Regions from separate parts of the Capra hircus genome. Here region 2 is linked to region 1. A link is a contact called in public Hi-C data. All regions are on one chromosome and are shown on one strand. Each heading gives the region's core, a stretch centred on a gene start, on an enhancer-like site or on the middle of the called end of the contact. The rest is flanking DNA. Distances are from core to core; before and after follow the strand shown. Region 1 holds the start of MEX3A (RNA-binding protein MEX3A). Region 2 overlaps LMNA (lamin).

Region 1 (4,257 bases), core at 159-2,658:
ATGGGGGAGAGGTGGGTGAGGCCAAGTGGAATGATGGTGACGGCTAAAGAACAGAGCACCTCCAAGCTAAACGGATGGCCCGGGCCTGAGGAAGTCTGGGTCTCCATTCCACCCGGTGTCTTCTTTCCTCCTTCCGTCGCACCCAAAGCTCGTGTGGCTCTCACCCGAAACTGTTAACTCCTATCATGCCTTTAAGACTTCCCTTGCCTCCCCGCTCTCGGTCCCGTACTTCTCTCCACCCCTTCATCCTCCTCACCTCATTTCTCCACAGCCCTCCCAGCTCCCCTCCACTGATCAGAAGGATGTTAACTAACTCACCTCCCAGTCGGTGCTTCTCTGATCTCCGAGACTGGGGGGAGGGAAGGGAGGAAGGGGGATGGCTTGCCGCTTGGGGAAGAGGGGACCCCGTCTTTTGCCAGGGGGTCCCACCCTCCAACCCGGCACCCCATCCCGGCCCCCCACCCCCTCCCCCCAGCGCGCAGAGCCGTGTTCTCCACGCATCGCCGCTGCGGGCTTTGTCTGCTCTGCGGAGAACCTCTGCCCGCGGCCCGGAGCCGGGATCGACTCTGGGAGAACGGGAGGGGGGAGCGGAGAGCGGAGAGGGAGCGCGGCAGGGAGGGGGAAGAGGAGAGAGAAAGCCAGAGAAAGCCGCAGTGGCCCAGCCGGGACAGCTCCCCGCCCTCTCCCCCCGCCTCATTACCATAAGAAAGAGGGACCTAAGACTGGCCGGGATCGCGAAGGAGCCCGTTTTGGGAGGGGGGCACACTCCATTAGCCTGTTTTCAACCCGTTCCGTTTCTGTACACTGACTCCTTTCCTCTTTAAAAATGAGGGACCTCGACTGCCTTCCCACCCCCGGCTTCGCCTCCCAGCAGAGCGTAAAGACCGAAGGCACATCCCTGTCTTCCTCGGGTCAAGGAATTCGTCCCCGCGCCCCCGAGGGCGGGAACTACAACTCCCGGCATGCCCCGGGCGCCCCCGGCGCGCCCCCCTCCCGTCAGTTCCATGCTGCTCCATCCAGTTCATTTAAAACAAAAGAGTTTGAGCGCTGGAAGGGGCTGGGCTCTATTGGGGGCCACTGAGCGCCGCTCCTGGACTGGGGCTCGGTGCGGGAGCCTAAGGGGGGCGTCTGGACGGTGGGGTCTAGAGACTCCCGGGACCGAGGCGGGAGGGGTGGGGGCAGAGATCCCGCAGCCCCCCGCCCCCCCGTCACCCCCGGAGAGGAGAGGAGATCTGCTTTCTCGGTTTTGCTTCTCTATCCCCCCACCCCCACCCCGGGGGCTGGGGCGAGGGGAGTCGGGTTACAGGGTGTTTGGGGAGGGGGGCTTAGAGGGAGGGTCTATCTTTCTATCTCGCTTTCTTCCCCCCTCCCCAGTTCTTTGTTCCCCCCTCCCCACACACCCCCCTCCTCTCCTCTCCCCTCCCCTCCTCTCTCCCCTTTTCCCTTCCACCACCTCTCTCTCTCCCTCTCTCTCTCTCCCCCAGCTTTTGTTTCGCCATGCCTAGTCTAGTGGTATCTGGAATAATGGAAAGAAATGGGGGCTTTGGAGAACTAGGATGTTTCGGGGGAAGCGCTAAGGACCGAGGGCTGCTGGAAGACGAGCGCGCCCTTCAGCTGGCTCTCGATCAACTCTGCCTCCTGGGTTTGGGGGAGCCCCCCGCCTCCACGGCGGGCGAGGACGGGGGAGGTGGGGGGGGCGGCGCCCCCGCGCAGCCGGCCGCCCCCCCGCAGCCGGCCCCGCCGCCGCCGCCCGCGGCGCCCCCGGCCGCCCCGACGGCGGCCCCCGCGGCGCAGACGCCCCAGCCCCCCACCGCCCCCAAAGGGGCCAGCGACGCCAAGCTCTGCGCTCTCTACAAAGAGGCCGAGCTGCGCCTGAAGGGCAGCAGCAACACCACCGAGTGTGTACCAGTGCCCACCTCCGAGCACGTGGCAGAGATCGTGGGCAGGCAAGGTAAGCGGGCGCCGGGACCGCGGAGAGGGGCTGGAGTTGGGGGGCACCCCATCCCTAGCATGGAAAGTTCACTTCCTCCCTCCTTGCCCGCCTCTGGCTCAGTCCCTTCCCCACAAAGGGGGACCCGCCCCCTACCCTGATTCCGAAGTGCCTCAAAGTTCCCTGCTACCCCCTAGTTGGAACTGTCCTCCAGATCCTTCCTTCCCTAGGGCTCTGCCCTTAGACAAAGAAATATCCTCTCTCGGAGAGAGGGAAAAGGGAGGGGGATCGGTTTTCCAATCCGGGGAGGCTGTCCGGAGGGGGTGTCCACTCGTAGCCAGAAAAACTGGCCGAATGTGCAAAAGAGTTACTCAGGAGCCCCAACTACGGCATCTACTAGTGGTTTGGGGAGGGGGCACCCCTGGGACCCCCAGCCACCTGGAGTTACAGACTTTGGGGGAGACCTGGCCCAGGAAGGCAGACTGAGTATCTGTCTCTTTGTTGGGCTGAGTGTAGGAATGGAAGGGGGTGTGGCTCATGGGAGGGTCCCAGCCTGGGGGTGAGGTGGGGAAGGGGGGCTGCTGGGAGGAGGGAGTCCCGTGGTCACCCGCACACTAAAGTTGGATGGTCTATGAGATTTTGGAAGGGGTGCCTCCAGCGAAGTGCCACGTCCCGGTGTGGACCTCTTCTCCTCCCTCTCAGGCTTTTGTTCTGGGCTGGCCACGGCAAGGGGCCAGAGGCCTGGAGAAGGGTCTCTGGTAGTGAGAGAGTAGGACTGGGTGGGAAGGGGCATGCTGAGGGGTGAGGAACCATCACCTGGAGATTTGCTGGAGGGCATGGGTCTGGGTGTGTTGTTGGGGAGGGGGTGTGGGTACAGAATTAATCCAATGTAGAGTGTCTGATACCACACCCTCCTCTGCTCCAGCATCCCTGGGCGGGTGGGGGTGGGAATGTTGGTAAGGGTCCAGATTGAGCAGACGGGATCCTGGGGACCCTTCCCTCTCCCAGTTTCCCAACGGGGAGTGGGGGGGGGGGGCGGGATTTGGAAATTGCAAGGGGGCTGGACTGGGGAGGTGTGGGGTGGGGGAGGAGCAGGGGAGGAGCTGTCCCACAGTGGGGAACAATAGAGAAGCTGCATTCCGGCTGGGAGTGAAGGAGGAGGCCGGCTGCTGGCTGGTGAGGAGGGGAGGCAGGTCAGGGGGGCCCCTACTCCACATCACACCTCGTCTACCCGAAGTGTGGGGGGTTGGGGGGATTTTGCTGGGAGATCCAGAATGGGGGAGGGAAAGATGCCACTCCCCGGCGTAGCCCTCATCCCCCTGGGGCACCCCATCTCTTGGGATTTCTGGTTTTAAAAGTTGGATTTCCTCTTGTTGTCAGAAACTAGGGACCCAGAGCCCTGGAATCGGGTGGGGACACTGTTATCTTTTCTTGGGTGCGGGGGTGGTCTTGGGAGGCCCCGGAATTTCATGGAGTCATTCTTTCCTCTTCTGCCTCCGCATCAGATGGGCCTGTCTCTCATAAAAGTAGGGGGATTTCTCCTATTCAGAGAAGACAAGCCTCCTCCTCACTCCTTAAGGAAATGGAAGTCCTTTTTCTTGTCTAACCTCCCTTCTGCTGCTGTGGTGTCAGTGGTGCTCTATTTGACCTCTAGGAAGGTGAAGCCAAGTGGGTCTTCCCTTCAAGAGATGCTTCTTCAGGGTTGGAGCAGGACGAGATCCGCTACCCGTTCTGCATCTCTAGGCCTCTAGCTTTTTCCTTACTTTTATACCTGGCCTGTTCTCCTCGCCCCAATTCCAGTCCCCAAAGACACCTATAACAGCTCTCCTGTAAGTTTAGGGGCCCAAAACTTAGAGCCAGAGCCCAGGTGCCTATCAGATGCCATGCAATTAGAAGTTGTAGAAGGGCCTTCACTGTTCTTTCCCCCACCCCCCATGCCTCCCAATCATTTACTGATATTAAAGCAGCAAGGATGTGGGCTTGACAACAGGTAGGACTTCTCAACTGCCAAGAGGTCTGAAGACAAAAAGGGAGGAGCAGATTCTCCTTCCTAAGGTCTCTTGAAGGTGAGGAGAGCTGCCCCCAACCCACTCTCTCCTCCCACATGCCAATCTGGTAGGTTTGGAGAAGAAGCCATCTGGAGTGGAGGAAGGAGAGGGAAAAAAAGATGAGCTCACCTCAGGCCTATGGTTGGAGGGTTAGGCAGAGTCAGAAAACTAGGACCGCTGGCATTGGTTGGGGAGTGAGAAAGGGGACTGTAAGTGCGTATCTGGAGACAGGTATGAATGTCTAAATGTGGATGGGGGCAAAAGTTGTGGGCAGGGGTG
Region 2 (4,755 bases), core at 1,526-4,025, 41 kb before region 1:
AATCTGTGGGGTCACACAGAGTCAAACATGACTGAGTGACTAACACTTTCACTCTTTTTTTTTTCCACTTTTAACACCTCACACTGAGTTTTGTGGCAGATCTGAGTTAGGGAGGACAGGAAAACCTAGGCTCTGAGAAGTGAAGGTCAAGCAGGTAAATATCAAGAGTTAAGAGGTAGTCCTGGACCAGCAAACAGGTCATGTGGCTCCAAATCCCAGGCTTCTTACTCAGTCCATGCTCCTGGGGGCATGTTCTGTGCCTGCCCTATGGGGAGGGGAGGGGCGGTGGGAGGGGGGGGGAGGCGGGGCAGCACCTGCTTCTGGAGCTGGCTGAGCTGGGCCGAGAGGCTGTCGATGCGGATTCGGGACTGCTGCAGCTCCTCGTGGGCGGCCCCCACCAGGTTGCTATTCCTCTCCGCTGACTGTCTGGCATTATCCAGCTGGGAGGGAGGGCACAGGGTTAGGGCTGCGGGGACCAACCAGGAAGGAGGCAGGGACCGGAGAAGGACATCGCTGCTGCAGCCCGAGGTCCGGAGCAATCTCCCACAGGACATCTCAGGGAGGGCAGCAGGGAGGGCTGCTGGGGACAGAGGCAGCATGGGAACCCCGGGAGAATGAGCACCTTGGCCGAATAGGTCTTCTCCAGTTCCTTCTTGTACTGCTCCACCTGGTCCTCATGCTGGGCCCGCAGCTCCTGCAGGGCATCCGCCAGCCGGCTCTCAAACTCTCGCTGCTTCCCATTGTCAATCTCCACCAGGCGCGTCTCGTGGCGGCGTTTGGTCTCACGGAGCTCCTGGAAGGGGTGGACCCAGAGACCAAAATCAGAACTAGGCCTTTGAGGATGAGGCCCAAGTGGCTGAGCTCCCAGCCCAATCCTAACACTGAACAAAGTCACTGTGAGCTCCGCTTTAACCTGGGGGCTGGCCACCACTCCCCCCAGCCCTCACCCCGACTCCCCATCACTAGTACAAGCCAGCCTGGCCGGGGGGCTCTGCACACAGCTGATCCCCCAGCCCAGCTCTGACATCTTTCACCACCCAGCCCCAGTCCTCCGGTCTGCAGGGCACAGTTCCCACCTCGCTGTAGATGTTCTTCTGGAAGTCCAGCTCCTCCTTCAGGGTTTGCAGCCGGTTCTCAGCATCCACTCGTCGCAGCATTTCATCCTGAAGTTGCTTCTTGGCCTCACCCAGGGCTGCCTCGAGCTGAGAGGAAGGGGACAGAGGTCAGGGAGGGGGGTCATAGGACACCAGAGCTGGAAGGAAGCTGAGAAGGGGGTCATGTCCAGCACCTCCCTTTGTATGTGGAGAAACAGGCCTAAGGGAGCAAGAGCCTTGGATGCCCACAGAGGTGATGACGCATCTACTTCACAGTAATGACCTTGGAGAGTTGCTGTGCTAATGAAAATATAGAGAGTGCCTCCTCTTTCTATAGCTGTATTTTGCTACAGCCACGGAAATATGCCCAGAGTACAGAAGGAACACGAGGGAAGGGACCAAAGTGTGCCTGGGGTGGTAGCGGGGGGCTTGTAGGAAGGCCTCCAGAGTCTGCGATCTGAAGGACAGGCGAGTGGGCAGACAGGAGCAAGTGCAAGGGCGCAGAGGCACGAAAGCACACATGTGCACTGCGGAAGGCTCAGTACTGCCGAAGCCGAAGGATGGGGCCCTGCGGGGAGAGTGACGGCAGAGGTGTCTGGACTGGAAGGCAGGGGCTGGGCCATGGATCCATGGATCGCACCCTTACTGCCACGAAAAGATCCTCTGAAGCCTGAGTAGGGGTGCACCTTTCCTAGATCTTCATCTTAGAAAGCACAAGCTGGGCGGTGCAGCTGGGAAGGGCTGGGGGCAGGGCCTGGGAGCAGAATGGCCCAGCCTTGATTTTCTGGCCAAACTGCTGGTTTCTCCCGGTCTCTCCACAGTGTACTCTGGTGGCAAGGCCTAGCAGGGAAGAGCGCCCTGGACAGAGGCTTGGTGGCTGACTCTAGTCCTGACCTTACTCTGAGCAGATGTGGCGGTGAGATTGGGAACAAGCCTGCTTCTTTGATTCTGTTGCCCAGCTTATACCATGAGACTAGACGCTGGAATCGACAGCAAAGTGTTTGAAAGTAAAGACCATCGTATACATTAAAAACATACGTCCATATATGGTCAGCCATCAGCTCCCAACTAGGGCTCTGTGGACAGTCTACACTCTCCTCTGATCTTCCAGAGAGGTCACGGCTGTCTATAGCAAGGCCAAACGGGAGGACTCCAGGGCCAGGCACGATTCATTTCAAAGTCAGATGGAAACGGTTTGTGGATTCTTTTAAATTCATGGTGCTAGACACCACGGGCAGCAGAGGAGGAAGCACTGTGGTCTGGATGGATGCAGCAATGCTAGGACACAGGAATGGCTCTGACGCGGTGGGACAGGCGCCTCCTGAGAATGCCTGGAGGGAGCAGTGAGTGTGCGTTTGGGCGGGGAGCAGGGTGCCCGCGTCTGGGTGGGTCTCGGGTGGGCCTCACCTTGGCCGCTTGCCCCCGAAGGTCATGCAGCTCGCCCTCCAGCGTGCGCTTCTCGCTGAGAGCAGTGCTCAGTGCGGCCTCCTTGGAGTTGAGCAGAGCCTCCAGGTCCTTGAGCCGGGCCTGGGCGGCCATCAGGTCTCCCTCCTTCTTGGAATTGCTGAAGAAGCCAGAAAAGAGTGGCTTTAAGAGGAGGAGTCTGCGTTCCTAGACAGAGTTAGGTCTCCCAGGGAGAGTGAGAAGTCAGGTCCTGGGAGGTCAGCGGCAGGACCTGGCTCTGCTATCCCCCAAGCTGCCAGGAGAGGGCATCCTTGGCTCTGGTTTGTTTGCGTCTGCCCGCCTCTGGGGCTGGACTCCCACTTCTCCCAAGGCCCCCCAAACCCCTTTCCTGCTTCTCCACCCTTCCCATGACTCAGTGCTCAGGAACGTGCCTGGGGCCAAGGGCAAAGCTCAATCCCATGAGCTGAATGCTTTTCCCTCTCTCCCCTCCCATTCCTTTCCAAAGAGACAGAACCACCTTTGTCTCCTGCCCCTTCTCACATAGGGCCTTAACCTTCTCCCCCTGACTCCACCCACCTTCCATTCAGCCCAGCCTCCTCCTCTGCAGGGATCCAGACTGCCAGGCTCCTAGCCCTGGGGTCTGAGTGTGCCTGACGCTTATCAGTTTGAGTGCTAAAAGTGTCAGTCACCTGCCCTAGTCCCTTTACACACCAGGGACTGCTGGGAGGGAAAGTTTGGTCAAAGCTCAGGGAGACCTGGAATGAAGACGAGCAGGCATTGTGTTGACCTTTTCCTTTCTCAGGCCCTGTCTGGGTCCCCTGATGGGGCAGAGCACAAGGGTTCCAGGCTTCCTCTCTCTCGGCCTCATCAGAGCCTGAGAATGCTGAGCCCAACCTATCGACCACAAGCCCAGCATCTGGTTCCAGATGTGACCCCAGGCCTCCAGGTCCATCTGGGCTCCAGCCGTGAACCTCCGCACTCCTCAAACTGGGTAAAGCTTTACCTAGAACCAGTTCAAACAGGGGGTGGCCTCTGCCACCTCCCTTCCCTTTCCGGGCCCCTGATTATTTCTGCTGGATAGCGACCTGGAGAAATAGACGGATCCTATTTTCTTAAAGACCTCTGGGGAATGCAAGAACTTCCCAGTTGGAATGATCCCTTCACCGATGTGTGGGGAGAGAAAGCACTAGACCCAGGGAGTGGAAGGAAAGAGCCCAGGGGCCTAGTCCTAGCTGCCATCTGCGACTCAGCAGACTTCAAGCATGAACCCACTTGGGCAGATGGGAAAAACGAAAAGCAAATGTGGGCAGGGGGAGAAAGAAATCTATCCTGGAAAGCAGAGAAGTGGCCCCGCCAACATTTTTCTCCTGCCACCAAGCCTGCAGCTCCAGGAGCCCCAGCAATTCAGTGTGAAGAAGGATGAAGAAGGCCCAGCAGGAGAAGCTCTGGACGGAGAGCTCAAGACTGGGGCAGTGTGCTTCTGCCACCAGCTTAGAAGTCTTCAATCAGGAGTCACCTCCCCTCCAACTGGGCTCCACTGCGAGGGGGACAGAGTGCCACCCCGGCAGGCAGGGGAAGGACGTGAAGATCTCGGGGGAGCACCCCCAGCCTTGCTCTGTCCAGGCCTCTGGCCACATTTCAGAACAAGCTGTTTAGAGCAAGAATGTCTGTCTCCTGTGAAAAGAGGCCCTTCCAGACCTGAAGGAGCTCTCCCCTCCTCCGTCTTAGCCAGAAAAGCTAAAAATAAAGTCAAAACCCAGCTCAGGTTTTGGCTGCCATCCGGCCCATCCCCTGGCTGGGAGCACAGCCCCAACTTTCCATGACTTCAGAACTTTTCCGAAGCTGAGGCAGCTGCAGGGGGAGGAAAGAAGAAGAAGAAAAACCGCTGGTAAAGTGAAGCGACACGGCAGACAAAGATTCCGAGCTCCTTGGGCTGACTCCAGGGCTGGCAGGGACTTCCCAGAACAGGCCTCCCTGCCCTGCAGGCTAACGGCTGGGAGGCTCTCAGAACTTAAGAGAACTGGGAGGAGCTTCGCATAGGTTCTGCTTAATCCCCTCCTTTTACAGATGAGGAAACTGAGGCACAGAGGAGGAAGGTGAGTGACCCCGTGTCAAACACAGCATGCAGCTCTGGGGACCCAGGCGGAGTCACAGTCAATTCTGGCTGCTGATCAGGAATCCTCCCCCTGCTCCTCCTCCTCCTCCTCAGCCACAGGTCTAGAGAGAACCGAGCCAGCAGGATACAGGGCTCCCGATC

Evidence for each region. A called contact is a pair of places that touch in the nucleus more often than the background predicts.
Region 2: a Hi-C map of blood shows a contact between it and region 1, with 1.8 times the contacts expected there. The contact joins the enhancer-like site here to the promoter of MEX3A in region 1. A contact is called at or near these places in 4 of 5 Hi-C or Micro-C datasets (blood and liver).

The regions. Positions count from the first base shown.
Region 1 is chr3:105,427,238-105,431,494 of ARS1.2, reverse strand. It overlaps MEX3A (RNA-binding protein MEX3A), which reads left to right and starts at 1,408. Exons shown (of 2, transcript XM_018046277.1): 1 at 1,408-1,951. The coding sequence starts at 1,498.
Region 2 is chr3:105,469,376-105,474,130 of ARS1.2, reverse strand. It overlaps LMNA (lamin), which reads right to left. Exons shown (of 13, transcript XM_018046279.1): 3 at 2,502-2,658; 4 at 1,077-1,202; 5 at 623-793; 6 at 315-440. Among named protein-coding and RNA genes, the nearest start is that of SEMA4A, 16 kb to the left of the region's middle. Within about 2 kb of position 2,775, at least 5 of the 5 cell types and tissues checked have an H3K27ac peak or open chromatin away from gene starts, as enhancers often do.